3 separate regions of the Mus musculus genome follow, and regions 1 and 3 are each linked to region 2. The links are chromatin contacts, called in public promoter capture Hi-C maps. All regions are on one chromosome and are shown on one strand. Each heading gives the region's core, a stretch centred on a gene start, on an enhancer-like site or on the middle of the called end of the contact. The rest is flanking DNA. Distances are from core to core; before and after follow the strand shown. Region 1 holds the start of Spred1 (sprouty protein with EVH-1 domain 1, related sequence). Region 2 holds the start of Bub1b (BUB1B, mitotic checkpoint serine/threonine kinase). Region 3 holds the start of Nusap1 (nucleolar and spindle associated protein 1).

The links. Promoter capture Hi-C pulls out the DNA fragments that hold promoters and counts their contacts.
Region 1: a contact with region 2 is called in a promoter capture Hi-C map of liver, with 3 times the contacts expected there. The contact joins the promoter of Spred1 here to the promoter of Bub1b in region 2. A contact is called at or near these places in 2 of 39 promoter capture datasets (liver and stem cell-derived epiblast-like cells).
Region 3: a promoter capture Hi-C map of pre-B cells shows a contact between it and region 2, with 4 times the contacts expected there. The contact joins the promoter of Nusap1 here to the promoter of Bub1b in region 2. A contact is called at or near these places in 1 of 39 promoter capture datasets (pre-B cells) and 1 of 115 datasets of contacts at active chromatin or transcription factors (microglia).

The regions. Positions count from the first base shown.
Region 1 is chr2:117,119,617-117,122,618 of GRCm38.p6, forward strand. It overlaps Spred1 (sprouty protein with EVH-1 domain 1, related sequence), which reads left to right and starts at 1,455. Exons shown (of 7, transcript NM_033524.3): 1 at 1,455-2,140. The coding sequence starts at 2,109.
Region 2 is chr2:118,596,752-118,599,535 of GRCm38.p6, forward strand. Bub1b (BUB1B, mitotic checkpoint serine/threonine kinase) reads left to right here and starts at 1,460. Exons shown (of 23, transcript NM_009773.3): 1 at 1,460-1,710. The coding sequence starts at 1,697.
Region 3 is chr2:119,616,937-119,619,973 of GRCm38.p6, forward strand. Nusap1 (nucleolar and spindle associated protein 1) reads left to right here and starts at 1,362. Exons shown (of 11, transcript NM_133851.3): 1 at 1,362-1,959. The coding sequence starts at 1,867. It overlaps Oip5 (Opa interacting protein 5), which reads right to left and starts at 1,569. Exons shown (of 6, transcript NM_001042653.1): 1 at 1,222-1,569; 2 at 918-984. The coding sequence starts at 1,525.

The DNA of each region.
Region 1 (3,002 bases), core at 205-2,704, 1.5 Mb before region 2:
GCAGCAATTCTGAGGCTTCCTGGAAACCTTTGGCTGAAGAGTGACGGTTTCCTTAGGAGGCCCGCTGGACTTCTTCCCTTGGAATTGTTCTATCTCTCAAGGTGGCTGGAACAGGAAGCTTCCTTCCCCGGGGGTTAAGTAAACTTGAGAACAAAGTGAAAAGCCTATCGCAAAACCGCCTAGGGAGACGCCACAGGAACTTAGGAGCGCTAGGGAGTCAGTCCCCCAGGCCATCTTGTGTATAAGCTGACTTCTTAGAGACAAGATAATAGAATTTATAGAGCTAGGAGTTCCTAGCCCTCCGGTCACAAAGATCCCAGGCTCCAGCCCTCAACCTTAGAAGGTTCTTGTGCAAAAAAGATCTTTTGGGATGATTGCATACATTGTCCTCTGACAATGCAAACGTGACAGCTGCCTATCCAACAACCGTTCCGCCTCTGTTCGCCAAAGTTCGTGCCACACAGGCTTCTCCTGCGCTATAGTTATGCAACCTCGCTCGCAGCGGGAGTTATTTCCTGTGCTGCTGGATGCGCCAGATTCATGTAACCCGCCTACCCCGGGCTTCAATGGAAGCCGTTCTCCATTAACAAGCACTCGTGCTTCCAGAGATGAATGCCCAGCATTGCATGCTGTTTGCGCAGTGAGGATCGCGCTGCGAGGTATTGAAACCAACTCTTTCTACACACACACACACACACACACACACACACACACACACACACACACACACACACACACATCACACGCACACAACTACCCTTGTGCAAGAAGCAAGGGAACTGCAGCAATGCAACTAGAGGGACAGCAGGAGGAGCTCGCTTTGCAGTCCTGGCCTGTAACCCCCACTAAGAGATGAACTCATGCCAGTTCCATTCTTTGCAAGAAAAACACAACACACGCGCGCGCGTGCACGCGCACTGAGCAGTACGGAGTGGCCTCCCGATTTCTTCCCCGAGCACACGGTGTGCTGCCCGCTTGTCCCGGCAACCCGGATATCCCAGGCCGAGTAACGGGGACTTGAGCGTCGCAACAATGCCAGTCCCGGAGCAGCTCGGCTCACAGCTCCCACCCCCGCCCCCTTTCCTCGGCGTGCCAAGAGTTTGGAGCGCGCGCACGCACACGCGCGCGATGCAGTGCAGCGACATATCCCTCCGCCACCCTCCTCGCCCCGCTCCCGCTGCCCGACGATTTGGGAAGCGAGGGGAGGAGGGAACTACTTTCCTGAAACTTGTTATGCTGCCCACGATCCAGAGCTGCAGTGATTCGACTGCGGGCCGCGGCTTTTAGGTTTCCCCCCGACCCCTCAGAGGCCCCGCGCCTCCGGCTTGCAGCCGCGCCCCACGTCCGCCCAGCCGCACCCGCGCGAGCCCCGGCGGCCCAGAAGTCGCGAGGGACTACTTCGCCTGCCTCTCCCGCGGGCGCCCCCGGTTCGAGCGGCGGAAGGAGCGGGCGGCGTGAGCGCTTCCGCCGCCCCCCTCGCGGCTCCCCTCTCGCGGGCGTGAGGAGCGGGCCGCCGAGCAGCGCTGATCTCGGCCCTCGTCGCCGCCGCTCGGCACTGTGCCCTCGGGCTCCGACGCTCGCCTCGCGCCCTGCCTGCGGCCCCTCAGCTGGAGCGCGTCCGAGGCAGCCCCTGAGGGCCGACCAGGCGCGCCGCGCGGGCAGCCGGCGGCCAGGCGGGAGATGGTGCGCGGCACCTCGGCGGGACCGCGCCGCCTCCCGCAGCCAGCGCTCGGCTGCCCCCCGCCGGCTCCCGCCGCCCGCCCGTCGCCGCGCCCCTGAGAGCAGCACCGCCTCAGCCACCGGCCGCGTCCCCCTCAGCGCCCGCAGTCGCCCGCGCCGTCTCGGCTTCGCACTCGACCTCGGCGCGGCAAACCGCTGGGGTCGCCACGGCCGCGCTTGCTGCCGCCGCCCCCCTGCGGGGGTGGCCGGGCTGCCCGGCTCGCGGGGCACCGCTCCGAGTGAGGCATCCACCATGGTGAGGCCCCCGAGCCGCTGCCCGCGCGCCCCGCCGGCCGTCGTCGCCCGCCGCCCCTCGGTGCCGCCGCTGCCGCTGCTTCCCTGCCTGCTGTTGCTCCTCCATCTCCTGATCGGATCACGGTGAGGGAAAGATGAGCGAGGAGACGGCGACTTCTGACAACGAGTAAGCGAGCCCTGGCCTGGTTGAGCCCGGGGGGCAGCCCCCTCCCCCCAGCCCGTCCCGCCCGGGAGGTGATAGATGCCCGATGTGTCGGGCCATTTTCTTTAATGGCAGCACCCCTTTTCATTCGTGCATTTTCGCCTCTCTGCTTGGGGAAGGGTATCGAGTGCAGTGCAGAGGCGGCGTAGCAGTCGGACGTCTCCGAGACAGAGTAATAATGTGGGTAGCTCAAAGTGGAGTAGAAACTACCCTTTGCCTGCCCTTCACTCCGGCGTCAAACCCGCCCCCCCTCCCCAAACACCTTGAACATCCAGCCACCCTGCCTCTACAGCTATTTCGCTCGGAAACTAATGTGTGGGAGCACCTCCAGCCGCAAACTGCTCTTGAATCCTAATTCGATGACTCAGTGACTCCTAAATACCGATTAAGCCTTCGCCCCCCGCCCCACTTTTTAAACTTATGACCTATACTATTCTAGTAAAAAGATAGGGTTAGGGAAACATTTTAAGAATTAAATAGGATTAAGGACACCTGGAGTGTGGGCGATGTTGAGCTATTGTGTTTTTTTATTATTATTTTTTTAACCTTCGAGAGTATTGAACCCGTCTTAATCAAGAACAGAGTAATTAAAAATTTTGAATGCTAGGGTTTGGCTTCCGTCTGTGATAAAGTACGGTTTACATTGCCGAACGCGTTGGTGACTTCATCAGAGCTTGATCCATAAGTTTTTGCTTTTTTGGACTGTCCTTAGGTTTTCCAAATGAATCACCGTGCCTTTTAAATATTTTGCTTTAATGTAGCAGCCTCTTGAAGGAATAATGGGGCTGTAAGAGTTTCCTGTTGAGAGTTAATTTGGGGCCGAATT
Region 2 (2,784 bases), core at 210-2,709:
GTTATATGCTCAAATGACTAATTTATCTGTTTCTGGTCTGGGTATCGACGCCCTGACATTCCTTGTTTGTTTGTATACCCCCGCCCCAACAAACGGAGAAAAATTTGACAGAATGGGCTATGTACACCTCTAAGGAGACGAGAGAGGGAGGGAAGATTGAGTCTTAAGGGAGAGGCAGTGCAGTAAGGAAGAGAGTGTAGTACAGGATACAGCAGTCCTGGAGAGCAGTGCAGTATTGTTGCGAGGGAGAGTAGAGCAGCACGGGAGGGAGAGGGAGGCAGGTTGAAAAGAGAACAAGCTGGACACAGGTAAAGACAGAATGAGCAAGAGATTGAGAAAGAGCCAGAAGATTAGGAAATAGAAAAGACTGCTAGAGTGAGTTTGAGGCCAAGCAGAGCAATTCAGGGGCTGGGAGAGAAGCCAGATTGAGTCAGTCAGCTGGGAGAGGAGTTTGAGCCAGAACAGCTGAGTTGAACCAGCCAGGTAGACTTCAGAAAGAACAAGAAAGGGTGAGCTTATTCAACAAAATTGAGAGGCTGACCTAGATTAGATCTTATGGAGGCTAGAATTTTCTAGGAGTGGATCTAGGTCAGCAGATGGAGGCAGTAAGCCCCTCAGACAACAATCACAACAGGAGAATAAAAGTTATTTTTATAGCCTGATCTACAGAGCGAGTTCCAGGATAGCCAAGGCTACACAGAGAACCCTTGTTTTGAAAAACAAAAACAAACAAAAAACAAAAGCAAACTTTTTATTGTGAAGTAAAGTTGCCCTGGATGGTCTTGAAGTCTTGGTCCTCACATCTCAGTCTCCAGAGTAGCTGAACTATAGGCCTGCATTACCAAGCCTTTAGCTCCAGTGAGACAGGCAAAGCGCTTACCCTGTTTGTATTCTGTGTTAGATCGTAGTTTACAGGACATCTGGTAGGCTGCATGAGAGAACAAATGGTACACTTCCAAGAGAATTTAAAGGAAGTTGGTCAAAGTTGAGAAGTTGTAGAGGTCAAAGGGCTTGCTGGGGAAAGGAAGTGCAGTGCTAAACCAGGTCTTGTGTAAAAGAGAAAAACGAGAACACAGTCTTTCCACAGGAAACAGCTGGGTGAGAGTGGCCTAAGGATCCCTGGACAGGTGTTAAGACCTGGGGCTCAGACAAGACCTAGGCGTAGCACAGTTAATTGTTCGGAGCAACCCAGAAGAGTAATGTACTCAAAGACACGTTATGAAACTGAAACCATCAAAGAACCTCTTGTTAATAAAGTGTCTCTCCCTGGGTTCGAAGGCTTGTCTTAGAAAGGAAACACAGAGCAAACTCGAAGTGCCTGAGCACGCTGCAGTGCTAGGACAACCATTGGTCCTTGCACCTCAAACCTGAAACTACAACTCCCATTGTGCATTGCGCAGCGCGTGCTTAAACCCGGGATACACTACAATCCCCAGAATGCTTTGGGAGGAGCGGGAGCGGGGAGCGGCGAGGCTACGTCTGCGTCAAGAGACGTTAAATTTGAAACTTGGCGGCCCGTGCGTGATGGGGGCGTGAGGAGGCTATTCTGAGAAGGAATCGGGTGCGTGGTTTTGTTTAGGAGCACGGGGTGACGATCTTCGCAGCTCCAGAGCCAGCTGAAGGTTGAGGGAGACTCAGTTAGCACTCGGAGGATAAAGGTCTGCGGAAGGGCGAGAGCAAGTATTGGGAATGCAGGATGGCGGAGGCGAGGTAAGGACCGGACGCAAATTGCTGCCGCTGGGTGCTCGGCTGGCGAGGGGAGGATCGAGGAGGTCGGCCAAGAGCAGGTCTCCCCAAACCCCCTTCCCAACGGCGTGGAGCCCTGCATCCAGCCAGGGGGCAAGACTGGGAGAGTTTGGAATTTGCCATATGATCTGGTTCTGAAACTCACCTCAGCCGTTTTTATTTGACCTTGAACATGTTTACGGAGGGGTGGGGGCACGCAGATATTAATGCTGCTTTATGGAGTTCTGGGAGGATTCAAGATGTTTGTAAAGTACCTGCTTTCAACTAATAAGTGTTCTCACTTTGCTAGCAGCTTAGGGATCTGAAGAGCAGAGCACTTGCAGCTTTTCCTCATCATAAAATATAGAGGGTTTTTCTAGGTTAGAATTTAAGATGCATTTCAATTATGGAACTTATAATAACTGGGTAATTGCTGTCATAAGCTGTCATTCATGGAAGAGAATTTATCGACTACCATTTTGAGCACTGAAGGCGAACAGTAAAAGACACAAAATCCCAACCTTTGTGAAGCTTAAGTTCTGGGGAGGAATGAATCGGGGTGTGTGTCGCGGATGGGCAATAAGACATGTTTAACATCAGATAGAATCAGTATTAACAAGTGTAAAGCAAGAGAAGACGGCATTGGAGGTAGAACTAGTGTGGTTTCAGAAGGGTTTGGACATGTAACTCAGGAAGGGCACTTGTTCAAGGTACATAAGGCCTTAGTTCATTACCCAGCAATGAGGCTTGGGGGTGGGGGAGTCGGGGCAGAGGGAGATTTGAACAGAGGCCTCCCTGATGAGATGGCACTTGGGTCTGAACTAGAAGGAACTAGTCACGGACAGGTGAGATGGCTCTGTGGATAGAGATAATTGCTAACCAAGACTGAGGACCTGTTTGGTCACCCCTCCCCCACCCCCGAAACCCCATGGTGGAAGGAGAGAAACAACTCTAAGGTTGTGGCCTGACTTACACACACACACACACACACACACACACACACACACGGCGGGGGGGGGGGGTGAGAATAAATACATTTTTGTTTTGTTTTGTTTTTTG
Region 3 (3,037 bases), core at 112-2,611, 1.0 Mb after region 2:
TTATAACTTGGAACAGAAATCTAACTCTATTCTTGCATGCATTTTTCTTGATATAGGCAAACATTGTACTTCTGAGCTATAGCACATCTCCAAATCTGTAATTAAATTTTTGTTTGTTTGGTTTTTCAGACAGGATTTCTTTGTGTAGCCTTAGCTGTCCTGGAACTAGCTCTGTAGACCAGGCTGTCCCTGCATTCACAGAGATCCTCCTGCCTCTGCCTCCCTAGTCCTGGGATTAAAAGTATGTGCTACCACCGCCAGGCTTATAATTAAAACTTTTAATCAGGCTTTTTAAAAAAGAGGTTGGCCAGGCGGTGGTGGCGCATGCCTTTAATCCCAGCACTTGGGAGGCAGAGGCAGGCAGATTTCTGAGTTCAAGTCCAGCCTGGTCTACAAAGTGAGTGCCAAGACAGCCAGGACTATACAGAGAAACCCTGTCTCAAAAACAAAAAAAACAAAAAAAAGAGGTTGGGTGCAGGTTCCCATGCTTGTGATCCCAGCACTTGCAGGCAGAGGCAGAATTGTAAATTCAAGGAAAGACCTTTATTACCAATATCAAAAGTAAAATAATTTGTAACTATATCAAAAATGTCACTTCAGGGCCAGTGAAATGACTCGGTGGGTAAAGGTATTTGCTACCAACCCTGAGAAATTATAACTAATAACTAATAACTAATAACTAATAGTCCTAGTTCTCTCACAGACCTTAAAACCTACATCCAACTTTAACTTTCACCAATGCCATGTTTATATGATTCAAACCGGTAAAGAGTTTACAACTCAAACATACTCTATGGAGAGCGTAAACATGTCACAAGACAAAGTTTCTTTCTTGTTTACAACAGTTACATACTCTTCACTGTCATTAAATCGGGAAATATATAGAGAGCGCCACCTCAGGAATTCTCCACACGTACCTGGACTTGAGAAAACCTTCTATGCCAACCAAAAAGGGCTCTAACAAAACGACGTTGTTTGTGACTTCTGGAAGACAAAACGGTTTTGAGAAGAAATACCTGCCAGCAGATTCATCTGCCCATAAAACTTAACAAAATGGGTGGGGCTCAGCCAAGGGCGCTGGGTTAGCTCAGGCGACGGCCTGGGTTTGAAGCCCAACTCGGGAAAACAAAACAAACCCCTCCCTCCCCTGGGCAGTACTGTCCCCCATTCCTCATCTGCCTCTGGTCTATCTTCCTCACAAACTACCCTCGCCTCACTCACTGGAGAAGGCCAGGGCGCCGAGGGACCGCGACAGGTCCCAGGCGAGGTGCAGGGTGTCGCCGAGCACCGCGTAGCACCGCGCGCAATGAAACACGGCACATCTCTCCGGCTCCAACCACGCAGGCAGCCGCAGGTCGACAGGTGACGCCTTCACCTTAGACTCGGAGGACCCGAGAGGGGAGAACCCTTCCACCACCTGAGTGTCCCACTCCATGGAGGAGGTAAGAGAAAAAGGTGTATCACAAGAGTCACGACGTGACTGGGTCTCCAAGAAGCGAAGACTGCGGCGCGAGAGAGTCGCCATATTTCTTTGAAGCGCGCGCCTCTTTCTCGCACGCTCCAAGTCCCGCCCACCTGTCTCCCTGCGTCTTCATTGGACAATGTTCCTGAAAGACACGCTCTCAATACGCTCAGCGCCAGCATATTGGTATAGTTTGCGGAATAGCGGTCTTCAGCCAATCACGCTACTGGCCCGCATCGGAAACCCCACCCTCGAGGCAGTTCAACCAATGAACTTACAGCAGTCTTAATTTAAACTCCATATATAAGTCGGCTTGTCAACGTCTTGGGTGGCGCCAGTTTTGAGCCGCTCTGTTTTGAGTTGTGTGGCTGTTTTTCTGGGAATCACCGAGATTGCAGAACGCGATGACCGTCCCCTCTGCAGAGGAGCTGGACTCCTTTAAGTACAGCGACCTGCAAAATTTAGCCAAAAGGCTGGGCCTCCGGGCTAACATGAAGGTACCGTGCTGGCTGGCGGTGCGGGCAGTTGGGTGGGCGGGGTAGAAGAGACCAGGGATTTGGGGGACAGGGCGCGAAGTGACTGAGAGGAAACCCCCGAGGGACGTTATTTTGGGAGGAGTAGGTAGGTTTTGTTCACAGTGACTGGAATTTGTTAAACGAAAGAAAAGCCGAGGCTGTTACTCTAGTTGGAGGCTTTTTTTATTATATTTGGAGAACTTATAAAGACTTTTTGTTTTTTGGTTTGGTTTGGTTTTGGTTTTTCAAGACAGGGCTTCTCTGTGTAGCCCTGGCTGTCCTGGAACTCACTCTGTAGACCAGGCTGGCCTCAAACTCGGAAATCCACCTGCCTCTGCCTCCCAAGTGCTGGGATTAAAGGCATGCGCCACCACTGCCCAGCTCTTATAAAGACTTCTTAATGGAAATGCTAATACTTCCTGGTACCAAATGGGAAACGAAGGCCCATAGGACGTAATCAGTGTAATTTCCATGCCAGTTATTAGGCAGTTGAAGAAAAACTACTTTAAACGACTTCTTCTGAAAAACTCTACTTACTGTTCAGTAAACTATGACACTACCTTCACTCTCGTGAACCTTTAATGGGATGCCTGTCCACCGTGATCTAGTATGATTGTCCATACATTAATCACTATTGTGATGGTGGTCTTTTTCAAAACCGATAAGGTCTTTGAATTCTGAGTTTGCAAGGTGTTCAGAGAAAATGTGGGGATTCATTGTGAGATTGGACTTGCTATATTGAAGCTTGCCCACATGTATATACCAGAGATTTGTACAGCAAACTGCTATTTGCACTAAATCTCTAATTAGTTGTCATAAATGTTTTTAAATGGTTTAAATAGAATAATGTGGCCATAGGTACACCTTTTATCTGGCTGAACGGCACTGAAGAGTACTTAGAAATGTTTCTGAGTTTAGTGCTTAATGGCTCCCCAACTTATTGTCTAAAGCTTAGTCCTTCAGGTTTTTGCTATCTTCTCCTCTTCCTCCTCCCCCCCCCTTTTTTTTTAATGAAATAAAGTCTCATTATACTGCCTGGGCTATCCTGGAAAACAGTATA